Regions from separate parts of the Oryctolagus cuniculus genome. Here region 2 is linked to region 1. Evidence: chromatin contacts called from public Micro-C data. All regions are on one chromosome and are shown on one strand. The core of a region is the stretch at or near the end of the contact, and the rest is flanking DNA. Distances in the headings are between cores, read along the strand shown. Region 1 holds the start of AGBL3 (AGBL carboxypeptidase 3). Region 2 holds the start of CYREN (cell cycle regulator of NHEJ).

Evidence for each region. Hi-C and Micro-C count contacts between places; a contact is called where the count stands out from the background.
Region 2: a contact with region 1 is called in a Micro-C map of ear pinna, with 4 times the contacts expected there. The contact joins the promoter of CYREN here to the promoter of AGBL3 in region 1. A contact is called at or near these places in 3 of 6 Hi-C or Micro-C datasets (ear pinna, skin fibroblasts and an unstated tissue).

What each region holds. Positions count from the first base shown.
Region 1 is chr3:170,859,199-170,865,601 of mOryCun1.1, forward strand. AGBL3 (AGBL carboxypeptidase 3) reads left to right here and starts at 3,765. Exons shown (of 19, transcript XM_008258136.4): 1 at 3,765-3,879; 2 at 4,910-5,011; 3 at 6,219-6,279. The coding sequence starts at 4,952.
Region 2 is chr3:170,992,167-170,998,569 of mOryCun1.1, forward strand. It overlaps CYREN (cell cycle regulator of NHEJ), which reads right to left and starts at 4,039. Exons shown (of 4, transcript XM_051848972.2): 1 at 3,911-4,039; 2 at 1,547-1,814; 3 at 734-806. The coding sequence starts at 1,677.

The DNA of each region.
Region 1 (6,403 bases), core at 2,515-5,014:
AAAGAAAAGCATGTTTATATTTTAATGCTCTTCTTGTAATTTTCTGACAAAATATTGAAAATTTCTCTGATCTGGACTACTGACCAAACATGTATGGGTAAAGTTGAGGAAAAAAGGATTTAAAAATTCTTCTTCTAAAAAAAATTGAATGTTCCTTCATATTCCCTGTCATTCCCACTGTAGTTTCTTTTTTTTTTTTTTTAAAGAGTTATTTATTTATTTGAAAGTCAGAGTTACATACAGAGAGAAGAGAGGCAGAGAGAGAGAGAGAGGTCTTCCATCTGACGGTTCTTCCATCTGACAGTTCACTCCCCAATTGGCCGCAACAGCCAGAACTGGGCTGATCTGAAGCCAGCAGCCAGGAGCTTCTTCCAGGTCTCCCACGTGGGTGCAGGGGCCCAAGTTGAGCCATCTTCTACTGCTTTCCCAGGCCACAGCAGAGAGCTGGATCGGAAGTAGAGCAGCTGGATCTCAAACCGGCACTCATATGGGATGCCAGCACTTCAGGCCAGGGCATTAACCCACTGCGCCACAGTGCTGGCCCCCCCATTGTGGGTTCATTCCACCCCTCTTGCTCCTAGGAAAGGCAGTGCTATGTGCCTGAAGACTGTCTTTTGTAACACAGACATTCATTTAATACATGCCATTTGTTTGTAGAACATTTACTACCTGGGGACAGTGGTGATTACATTTGAATCGAAAAATATTTTTTCATAGAAATTTTGCATATTTATATGGTACTTATTGGTCTGAAGGCTGAGGTTCTCATAAAGGTTTTAATTTGTGGGTTCAGAGCTTTTGAATACTTTCCTAAGTCCTTCACATAAGATTGACAGAATTGACTAAAATACTATTTAAAAAAAGTATTTTACTGCTACATACTAATAATAGGTGTAATAAGTCTAGACAATAAGATAGTTGTCATCAAAATAAATGTATAAAATGAAACAATAAAAATACAGTCAATAGTGTTAGGACCACACTGATAAGATTAAATGAAAATTAATTTTATAATACACATATTCAAGATATGAACTTGGAAACAATACTATAGTCTTCCGTGTGATGAGGAATGAGTCTGTTGTGCAGATTTTTTCCTACTCACCTTGTGCATGTCTGCTCCAAGTGGAAGAAGGAACAAGGAAAATGATCTCAAATGCCTAAATGTGGTTCTTCCATAGGAGATAACCCCAGCAAGGTCTTGATTTGAGTGCATTGTCTGTTTCGGCCAGTTTATTTATTTTTATTTATTATAAAGGCGAGAGATAGGGAGAGAGAGAGATTTCTCATGCTGAAGTGCCCCGAACAGCCAGAGTTGAGCCAGGAAAAAGTCAAGAGCCAGGAACTCAACTTCCACACATTCATTCTCTTTTGTGGAGGTGATTTATCCTGTTATTTGTTACCCAAGCAGGGACATCTTTGCCATGTCATTTCCAAGTAAATGGAACTATTGCTTCCACACAGTCTCCAGATACATACAATTAATTTTACTGATAGAGGGATTAGGAAGGTGTCATTATGGTAGTGACCCATGAACTGAGTCGTGGTGAGCTGACTGGCTGTAACAGATCTTGAGAGTTGAACTTGGGACCAGTTTAAGAGGTTTAGTCCTACATAGGGTCATCCCACACTAGTATGGGCAAGGTCAAGTCACTAGGCTATCATGGGCTCTCGGGCCCAGTATGGCCATCTCAGTCACACTGTGAGAAGACTTCCCTGGCCATTAACTTCTTGGGTGTTATAAGGAACTGACTGGGGTACAGTTTTTATTGTCTTTTTCTCTCTTAGTGATCTACTTTCATTAGATGGCCTTTTATACTACAGTCTTAGAGTAAATGTACCCCAAAAACGTGCAGGGAAAAGTTGCTGCAGTCATAAAGCTGCCTTCCCAAAAGATGGAAGCCAGCTGTGGAGGGAACCTGTCCCATGATCTTCTCCAGGGAGACCACAGGGAAGGGGAACAGGAATGCAGACTGACAGCCCTAGGGGGAAGCTTACTCCAAGACTTCCTGCCACTTTAACTTAAAGGCAAGGAATTTCATTTCGAGTACATACAAGTGTCTGCAATAGGAGAGTAAGTAAGATTAACCAAGAGTTAAAAAGAAGCAGGTGCTTAAGAAAATCATTTTAAAATTATCTTGGAAAAGAAAGAAGTCCTTATGACATCTCTTTCCGTAAATCCATACTAATTCCAGCTAAGCTTTGACCAAACAGTACTGCCTGGGATAATTCCTAAAACTTCTCTCAGGGTGTTTGTATTCACTGTGCCTCCTGCCTGGCGGTCTGCCCTTAGCTGTGTCCTTATGGTTTGGTTTATCCCTTGGCTCAAATGCCTTCCCTGGCCACCCCATCTGAAAGAGCAGCCCTACCAAGACCCATCTGCCCCCAATACTCAATGCCCTTCATTGTTCCTGCTCTACTCATCTCCACAGCAGTTATCATCTGAGTGACTTTTATTATTGGTTTGTCTGTTTTTTCCTTCTAGAACATAACCTCCATTAAAAATGCCTACTTTGTTCCCTGCAATACACACACACACACACACACACACACACATATATATATGTATACCTTACACCGAGAAGAGTCTTTGACAAGTGGTAGGCACTCAATAAATATTTGCCAAATTACTGAAATAATGAATGAATATGACTTTCAACATTTGGTTGAAATTCTAAATATTTCTGTGGTGCACTAAGATAACTTTTCTCTGTAAGGATTACTCGACACATGATCAAGGGATATTACTTGACATATGTAAGTATTTGGAGTAAATTCACGAGACTTGGTCCCAGCTCCGACATCTCTGGTCAGTTCCTTTCTCAGGCTTCACTTGGAGCATCTGACAGACATCCTATGGTGTGCAACCACGATGAAAATGCAACCGAAAAACAGGTCCTGTATATTGAGATTCTCTGCGTGTCACCTTTAGTGTGTATGTATGGCATGAAGCAAGCTACAGCTATCAATTCTAAGTACTGTTCTTCAAGAGACGCTGGTCCAACGTATGCTCTATTTTCTCAAGTCAAGGTCTGACTGGAAGGTCCAAGTTTCCAAACTGCTATTTCAACAAAACCTGGTATTTTCAAAACTTGATAAAATCTCGATATTAACCCATTTCGGTGCTTAAGTCATAGTGCGTTGCCCCGTATTCTACTTTCAAACTTGATATACTGTCTCTACAACATCACAAATCAGATGGCACATATGCCTCGTGTGGGCATATATTTATATTATATATTTATATATTATAGGTACACAGTTTTTTTCCTGCTACACCTGGAAAACTGTTCCAAATATACCAAATTGAACACCAAACTTATAGATGGGGGGAATCAGGATGTGATGTACAGAAATAACATCTAATACAAACGGGACAAAAAAAGTGAAGTTGGCCAAGGGCACGCTGTTAACGCCAGGTGGTCTGCAAAGCACAGGTCTTACCCAGTATGCTCCACTGCCGCCTCTGAGAAAGGGCCCGGGGAAAACCCGCTGCTCGCCTCCCCACTCCTAAACCTTCCCGCCGGACCCCAGCTCCCCAACCCCCGGCCAAACCCTCTGCGCTGGCTCAGCCGCTCTGCCCCTAGTTCCCGTCATCCCCCGGGGTTTCCCCTTCCTCGGGCCAGGGCTGCGCGCAGGCTCAGTGCCGCTGCGCCGGGCGCGTGAGACTGCCCAAAGTCTCGCGAGGATAGGCCCGTTGCCCTGGAAACGAGCGGCCTGGTAACAAGGACAGGGTCGGGGCTACCACGCTTGCTGGAGTGGCCTTTCTTCTTGTGGCTGGACACTGACGAGCTCGTGGGCACCCACGCTTCCTCGCACGGAAAGAAGAACTTGGCTGGAGGACTGGGGGCGGCAGTGGGGGGCGGCCGCGGCCGGCAGGTGACGCGTCCGGGAGAGGAAGGGGCGCTCGCAGGCGCTGCCGCGGCTTCCGGGGTGCGCGGCGGCACCAGCGAGGGTGCGGCGAACGCGGCCGAGCCCCTCGACTTCTCCGTGCCTCCCACCAGCGCCTGCTGTTGCCTCTTGGGCTTCCGACGCCCCAGACCCCGGCGGGGCGCCCGCTGGCGTGTCCGAGTCGGCGCCTGGAGGTGCCGCGGGTGTAGACGTGTGCCAGTGCAGTGCTGCCGACGAGTTGGGGTCCCCAGACGGAGACTGGAGTCGGGTCACACTCAGGGTCCCGCCCGTGAGGCCGTGTTTCCCCTCCCCGATGATGCGTTTGTAGCTCTGGGCGCCCGCCGGGGCTTGGAATCTTGTGGTCGGTGTAGACCACGCTCTAAAACACGGCTTTTGTGGGGAGGGGCGTAAACGAGTGGGGTTGGGTGGGTGCGTGCCTTCGATCCTCGGGAATCTAGAACCTTGACACGGAATTCGGGTGGCTGCATTGTCTTGGAGGCAGCCGGGTGGAAGACACCTGCGTGGGGGCGTGCCGGTCCTCGCCCAATCCGCCCTGCGGGGCAGCTGTTGCGTTCGGTACGAATTACACACCGTAAGTTGACTGCTGGAGCAGCCTGTGACAGGCTGTAGACAGGAATTCTGGGGCAGCTGACAGTTGAGGAGCCCAGAATCTTAGCGCTGCGTTAGTGCCTGAGCGATTTCTCTTTGGTCCGTAGTGAATTCGCTATCTCGGTGCAGTATTGCATTGTAAATACCGAATGTCAATGATCCGCTGTGTGCTCTGGGAACTTTTGCAATTAAATTGTTGGCTTGGTCAGCCTCGTGATGGTTGTCTCTTTCCAGTAATGGAAGCTTTCTTCTAGGAGGTGTAGGGCTTGATTAGCTGCACGGTGTTTAATTTTTAAGGCAGGTGGCTGTCACTGTTGATTAAATGCGATTGAATATCTATTTGAGTTCTCATGACCAACACCGGCAGCTTAAACGTTGTCAGACAAGTTGCTTAGACACTGTTTTACAGCCTACCCACATAATAGGAATTTCAAGGCAAACACGGAAAGAGATGTCAGAAGGTTCAGAAAAAGACTACTCGGACAGAACAAACAGCGATGAAGACGAATCAGTATGTCTCCTTCAATGTTTCACTTATTTTAAGATAAATAATTTTTTGTGTTATAAATTATTTATTTACTGTATAGTTATTTGTGTGATATAAATTCCCAATTAAAATCAGTTTGATGTTTAAATCATTGTCATTGAAGTTTGGAAATAATTTGAAAAAGCTAAGCTCTTAGTACTATGTACTTAATGTACTATAGGAAAGATAAACTAAATGACTGAGTTTCTTTTGCTTTGTTTTTAAAGATTTATTTATTTATTTATTTGAAAGATTTACAGCGAGACAGAGGCAGAGAGAGAGAGAGAGATCGATATCGATTGATCTTCCATCTGCTGGTTCACTTCCCAATTGGCCTCAACAGCCAGAGCTGGGACTATCTTAAGCCAGGAGCCAGGATCTTAGTCCGGGTCTCCCACTTGGGTGCAGGGGACAAGGACTTGCGCCATCTTTTGCTGCTTTCCCAGACCATAGCAGAGCTGGATCAGAAGTGGAGCAGCCAGAACTTGAACCAGCATCCATGACTGTTTTCTTGAGAAAATATTTTGGGCAAGATTCTCCTGGATTTTTAAAAAAATGTGACTTAAGTTGTTATTAAGGTTGTTTATTTTATTTCATGTCCACTTATTTTCTTATGTGTTCTAGTTCTATTGTGTTACACCACAGTATGTATCATAGTAGGACCTGTTTGAAAACTACCTTGTTCACGATGCTGTTAATGTGGCTCTGATGTCACAAAGGAGTGATGTAGAAGAAGAAAGGAGGGGGAATGTATTATTTAAAAATATTTTGTCTGATAGTAGTACATCATTGTTAAAATAAAAATGATCATGTATGTAAATTAAGGTTCCTAACTAAGCCCTCCCAAATGATATGTAACCCTTTAAGTTGATGACTTTGTTTTTTTTTTCTAATGTCAATTGTTTTCGCAAGTGTGTCAAGAATCTTCACTCTATTGCCTCCCTGCAGTCACCATCATGACCATTTCCAGGTGGAGAGGAGGGATGAAAGATGAGGACTTGACGTCGGTCTCAGGATAGTTCAGATGTTGGGATACTTTGATCAGTAGCCCATAATAATCCTGTAGTTTTCTCATTTATTAAAGGTTAAAGCCATATACCCAGTCCCAAGTAGTATGATAAGTATAAGAAATTTAGGAAGGATTTGGAAATTTGATTTTTAAAAGAAATATTTGAAAATTCTTTTGTTTTAGGATGAAGATCCTTTCATGAAATTTCTAAATGAAGATATTCATCAGTGTGCTCTTTTAGCAGGTTTGAACCTATCCATGTATTTTCCTTCGTTTTTATCGTAAGATCTTAAGTGGATTAAAATGTAAGGAAACTGAAAAAGATTGTCAAGTTGAGTAATAAAAGAATAATTATTCTGGTGGGTAGG
Region 2 (6,403 bases), core at 2,789-5,288, 130 kb after region 1:
AGCTGAAAAATATCTCCCTGACGTATTTTAGCACGTCTTCCTCTTCCTCCTTCTCTTCCTCCTCCGGCCTCCTGCCGCCAGCGGTGTTGGGAGGGCTGAGGCCTGGCACGGGGGCGTCGTCCTCTCCCTCCTCTTCCTCGCTGCTGCTCCCTGAGCTCGTGTGAGGAGACGGGGAGGGGGAGCCCTCCGGCTTATCGGCGCCCAGCAGGGACGGCAGCTCCCCAGCCTTTTCCTGTTTGCCGTCCTACAGAGTAGAGAGAGGGCGGGCGCGGCGTGTGCATCTCCTCTCCCTAACATCCGGGCTTGGCCGGGACTCGGGACCCAGCCTGAGGCCGCCTGCTCCTCTCCTCACCCCACTCCCAGCACCTCGTCACAGCTCTTAAAACCAGGACCAACTTGGGAGAGAAGCAGGCAGGGACCGGAGGGAGGGCCAGGTCACGAAACGTGGTGTGGACCCCAGGTCTGCTGCTAGTTGGCTCTGAATCGGAGGCCAAGTTCCAGCGTGCCAGCCCCTTGGGGTAAGAGTGTCAAGTAACCGCACCCCTGGGTTACTGCGGGGATTCCCTGAGATGATGATGTGCCACAGAAAGGCACCTGGCAAGCTCCAAAGTACCACCCACCTCTAGGGTGCTGCACTGAGGAGTGGGGTGCTAGGGAGAGCAGGGTGCCTCTCTCACTGAAGTGGCCAAGGGCCTCGTGTGGTTTCTGCCCGGGAAGCGTTGCCCGACTTTACCTCGATCAGGATCCCCAGAGCCACATCCACGAGTTCTGTCTCATTCATGCAGTACACCGTCCTCCTCGTGGGTCTGAAACGGACACGAAGACTCACACGGGGCGCCCAGAGAGAACAAACAGGGCCCAGAGCAGCTGACCCCTCCGGCATCCCTGGTGGCTTGGTGAATGACACAGCCGTTCAGGGAGGCCACAGTGGAAGCTTCCCATCCCCACCGCATCCCTGGGGAGGGCCTGACAGGTGCACGAGTATGTTTAGGGAAAGGCAGTGCTGGTCACCTGGGAAACCTTAGCAACGGGAGAGCCAGAGTCCTGGCCAGGAGGCAGGGATGTCCCCTCCCAGGGGATGCTGGCAGCCTTAAGCACCACCCCCACCCCCACCCCCGTTACTATCAATCAGCTACCAGGTCCCGTAGTCCCTGTGGCTCCTCTGTGCGTCCCCGACTGCCCGGGCACAGCCGGAGCAGGCACGGTTCAGTGGACCAGCTACCTGGGCTCCTGAACTTGCCCCCCGGATGTCACAATTTTGGTGAAAACCAAGAGATTGGCATTTTGGCCACCTGGCGTCCAAGAGAGAATGCCCATGACCCCACTAGCTGTGTGCCCAAACCTGCAGGCCGACAGCAGAGAAAAGCCCAGCACAGACCCAGACCACTCCCTGAGCCGCCCTCACCCCGTCTCGGCACAGCTTAGGGGCTCACTGGACTGGCAGAGGGGGACACCCGAGCACCTCCCTGCTTTGCCGACGTGGGGAGACCCAGCGGGGCTCCTGGGAGCCACACCCCCCCCCCGATTTTCCCAGGCATGTCCTGACCTGGCCATGGCCACTGCGGCCATTCTCCTCCTCTTGGGGGTGTGCACGGGCGCTTTTCTCTTCTCCACCGCCTGGGCTGTCATCCAGGACGGAAGGACCCTCTTCTTGGTCCCAGATGCCAAGTCCTCCATCTCTGGTTTCTGGCGAAGACGAGCAAGGACCCAAGCTTAAGGGCGGGCGTTTCTCATTGCTGACAGCACGTCCCACTCCCTTGGCATCCCAGCAAAGGCAGGGCTACTTGTCCTGATTGGAACTTGGTCTTGACTGTCTAAAGAGAAGGACAAAGTCTGGTGACCCCCAGTGACCTGGACAGCACGCTTCCTGTCATCAGTCACGACTACTGGTCAGCGCAGGGCAGGCCCCAGACCCCAGTGGGCCCACTCCCAGGAGCCAGGCAAGGCCAGGGCAGACAACAGGTGCAGGGACAGAGCAGCCTGCCCTGCACCCCCCCACCCGGTGCCTGAGGCCCTACGCCTTGAGGCTCTGCCTGGATCCATGCCATGAAGTAGAGGGCTGAGTGTCCTCCCACGAGAAACAGCAGGGTCCTCGAAGTGACCCTACGCTCCCCACTGCAAACAGGACTGGCCGCCCAGGTGCCAGCCCCTCACCTGCCCCCTGCCCCCAATTCCAGACCTCACTTCCCCCTTGGTGCCACATTACCAGAAACCTGGGGCCATCTCGGTTCACAGCAAGGTTTCCATGGCCGCCACCCCCTCCCTGAACCTGAAGATGCTTTTGCTTGGTCAAGCTCCCAACTGATGCAACAAAGAAGCCTCCGCCCTTCTCCTTCATTGCCCCAAGGAGATACACGGTGGAATGTTTGCCTTGACCTTGAATCGCAATTGGGTCTCTCATCCTATGGCCTTGATACCCCACCCCCCACAGCCACCTGAAAGGTTGCTTGGAACACTTAAAGACCAGTTTTGGGAATTCCCGCAGTCTGCTGCCCCCCCCCCCAAATACAAAAGTGCCCGGACCCTGGGTGCCAGGGCCTCCAGCCATGTGTTCCATCAAGGTGCATGCGGGCAGCTGGTCCCCCACCTCTACGGATTTCTTTTCTCTGGATAAATTTGGTCTGGCTGTATTTTCGTACACTGCCTCCTCTATTCCATGCCTCCTAACATTTGGTGCCCCGTGTGAGGAGGCACCGATGTGCAACTTTTTTTTTTTTTTTTTTGACAGAGTGGACAGCGAGAGCGAGAGAGACAGAGAGAGAAAGGTCTTCCTTTGCCATTGGTTCACCCTCCAATGGCCGCTGTGGCCGGCGCACCGCGCTGATCCGAAGGCAGGAGCCAGGTGCTTCTCCTGGTCTTCCATGGGGTGCAGGGCCCAAGCACTTGGGCCATCTTCCACTGCCTTCCCGGGCAACAGCAGAGAGCTGGCCTGGAAGAGGGGCAACCGGGACAGAATCCAGCGCCCCGACTGGGACTAGAACCCGGTGTGCCGGCGCCGCAAGGCGGAGGATTAGCCTAGTGAGCCGCGGCGCCGGCCCGATCTGCAACTCTTTTCCTAACACGAACTGCCAGGGTCGGGAAGTGAACTCTGCCTGGCTCCCAGCACAGGCACCCCCAGCCTCAGCCCTAACTTGGCCTTGTGCCCCTCCCCTTGCAGATTCCACTCCAGGCCCTCAATCCTGGGGGGAAGGGACCGTTACTCAGAGGGCCTAGGGGGTCTACCTTCCACGCAGGAATCAACTCAGAAGCCGCGGCAAAGGCCTCACTGAAGGGGTGGGGGTGCACCTGGAAGAGGTTCCTCCCCGGGTGGCCGAAAATGCTCAGCCGGCCAGAGGACAGCCCTCTGTGCCACATTTCTGTCGGCGTGCAGACCACCACAAGCCATCCCTGCAAGCGCACCGAGCCGGGGCCCCCGCCTACGGAAACGTATCCAAGCCTGCGCTGTACGTCATCAAGTCCGCCTCACAGCCCAGGGACCGCGAGGCCGTCAGGCTGCACCCAAGGTCACAGAAAAGCCCTAGGACCGCAGTCAGCTCCATCCACCGCACGCCCCGTGCGCGCGCACCCTGCCAGCCGCCACCCCCACAAAGCGAGCAGCGCAACCATCACACGCGCCACGCGCGCCCCCAGAGGTGGGCTGACGTGCGCGAGGGGAACTCGCCTACTGCACGGCCCACGTGAGCCTCGCGGGCCCAGCGGACGCGGGAAGGGCCAGCGCCCCACTTCCGACCCACAGCCCGCGGGCGCGCCGATGCCCCAGTGCTGCAGCCGCCAGCCCGCCGCCCCCCTCCCAGTCTCAGGCCCCTGCTGGGCTTCCGGGGCCCGGGGGCCGGCAGACTCCAGGCGGTTGATGTGGGATCTGGGGAGGGGGGAGGGGGAATCTGCGCCCTGCCAGGACTCCGGCGCCCACCTGCACCCGCCGCCCGGCCTTGCTCCTTCCGGCGCGATCCCCGCCTCCGCGGAAGCCAGGGAGGCGGGGCCCCGCCGCCTCCCCCGCCCAAACGCGTCGGCTTTAGGAAGTGCCACTTCCCGGGTCCTCGAATCAGAAGCTAGGGGAAGGCCAGGGGGGATCTGTTTTCAACAGCCCCCGGGGACTCCCTGGCGGGCCACAGGGAGGAGGAGACAGTCTCTGCTTATCTTAGAGTGGGCGTGTCCAACCTTCAAGTCCTGAGTGCTTCCCCACCCCCGCCCTTACAGATTGAAAGCCTGAGTGTGGGGGTGGGGCGTGGGGGAATTTCCCATCCACCGGTTGACTCCCCAAATCACTGCAATGGTTGCGGCTGGACCAGGCCGAAACCAGAACCCCGTGTTGGTTTCCCACGTGGGTGGCAGGGACCCAGGCTCTTGGGCCATGGCACTTGCCCTTCTCCGAGCATTAGTAGGGAGCTGGAGGGCAAGTGGGCGGCGGGGGCTCTCGCACAGAGCCCTCCCCCTTCTACCTTTTAAGGGACTGGGATGATGAGATCCGATACCACCTGCCCCCAGGAGATCGGGCCACAGGCAGAGGTGCCCAGAGCTTGGAGACCCCTCGCGCTGCACGGCCCGCGGCGCCCTCTTCCGGAGCGGAGCCTTTCGTTTCTCTAAACCGTGGTCTCTGCTCTTCCCGAACAGCATACGCGATCCTAGGGAAGCTGAAATACATCAAGACTTCGTGAGATAAACCAGCCAGCCCGGGTAGGGGGTCGGCTAGGCTTCCACTGGGTCAAGTCCGCCTGTCCAGGACGCAGGCACAACTGGGGAGGAACCTGCTCCTTCTCCGCACCAGGCAGGTGTAGGTCAGGGACGTAGCCCTGGATCCTACAAGCTGTGAGCTAGTCTACCGGGCTGGGGTGGAGGGGCGTGGACACTTGCCGTTAGCACAGCTGCACCCCCACGGCCGACCAGGCTTGTGAGCAGGAAGCCTGGGCGTCCCCACAACCAGCCTTGTCCACAAGCAGACACGAGGCAGGGGGAAGGAAGTGGAGCCATGTGATTTACGTGGCTTGGGGTCCACAGCCTGAAGCCCCTGTTTTGTTGATGAAAGCCACAAGACTTACTGCACACGGTCATGACCATTTTTCCTAGATCCACTGGGTCATCCCACCAGGGACAGGTACTTCCTGAAGCAGCTGCGGGCCGTGCCACAGGGCAGGTCACGGGGAGGGGGTGGAGGGAAGGGAAGGGCGCCTGTGAGGCTCCCAGCAGAGCCCGGGCCAGAGTGGAAGGTCCACACCTGGACAGGTGCGCAGGCTCAGGGGGCTGAGGAATGTCCCGGCTTGATGGCTTTCTTCTGCGCTGCCTTCCTCAGGAGAATGAATGGAGGAGCCTCGCTGGGGGTCTTGAGTGGGTGCACAGCAGGTGTTCTGAAGGAGACAGAAGTGTAAGATTTGACGTGACGGGGCCAGCGCCGTGGCTTAGCGGGTTAAGCCACTGCCTGCAATGCCAGCACCCCATATGCCTGCTGGTTCGAGTCCCAGCCGCCCTGCTTCCCATCCAGCTCCCTGCTAAGGGCCTGGGGAAGCAGTGGAGGATGGCCCAAGTGCTTGGGCCTCTGCACCCACATGGCAGACCAGGAGGAAGCTCCTGGCTCCCGGCTTCAGCCAGGCCCAGTCCTGGCTGTTGTGGCTATTTGGGGAGTGAACCAGCAGATGGAGGATCCGCCGTCTCTCCTCTCTTGCTGTGTAACTCTGCCTTTCAAATAAAAACAACCCAGGCGTACTTTTAATGCCCTAGGAAATCACTCCGTGAGATAAGTAAGGGTGCCGTTCGTGTACAACACGTAGGGAAAATGATGGAGGAAGAAGCCTTGCCTTGCATCATTGGAGGGCTTTACCGGGGTAGAGCTGTGCAGAAACGGCTGGGTGACTGCTTACCATGAAGCCTCACGTTGACCACCCACAGGCCACGTCCATGCTGCCTCCTGTCTTCACCAACTCCCAGAGGAGCTTTAGTGTAGATTTCTGTGTGCTCTTCCCCAAACCGACAACCAGCAGGTGCCCCACTCCAGCTGCGCGTGACCAGAACTGGGCTGGAGCCCAGACGCTCCGAAAAGCCTCTTCAAGAAGCTTGCAATGGCAGCCTTCCGGAGCTCGGTGACCACGGAGCCCGAAGCCCACACCCACCATGGCCACTCTGGCTCCTCCCAGGCCCCCTGTCCCAGCTGTAGGGAGAAGGGTGGATCTCTTGCTACTGCCGACCTAACGGAAGGATTGGCCTCTTCAAGACCCTGGGTGGAGAGGGTAGGCCTGGGCAGAGGTGTGCATTCAGCCGGAGTTGTGCCAGCCTGAGCCCCTGTCTGCCCAGCCACTTGGCAGCTTGCTCAGACCCTCTCACTACCCACCAGCAGAGGGCGCAGGCAGCTGGGGCTGGTCAACCCCAAGTGATACTGGGAAAAGCAGCCAGGTAGATGGCGAGGGGCAGCCAG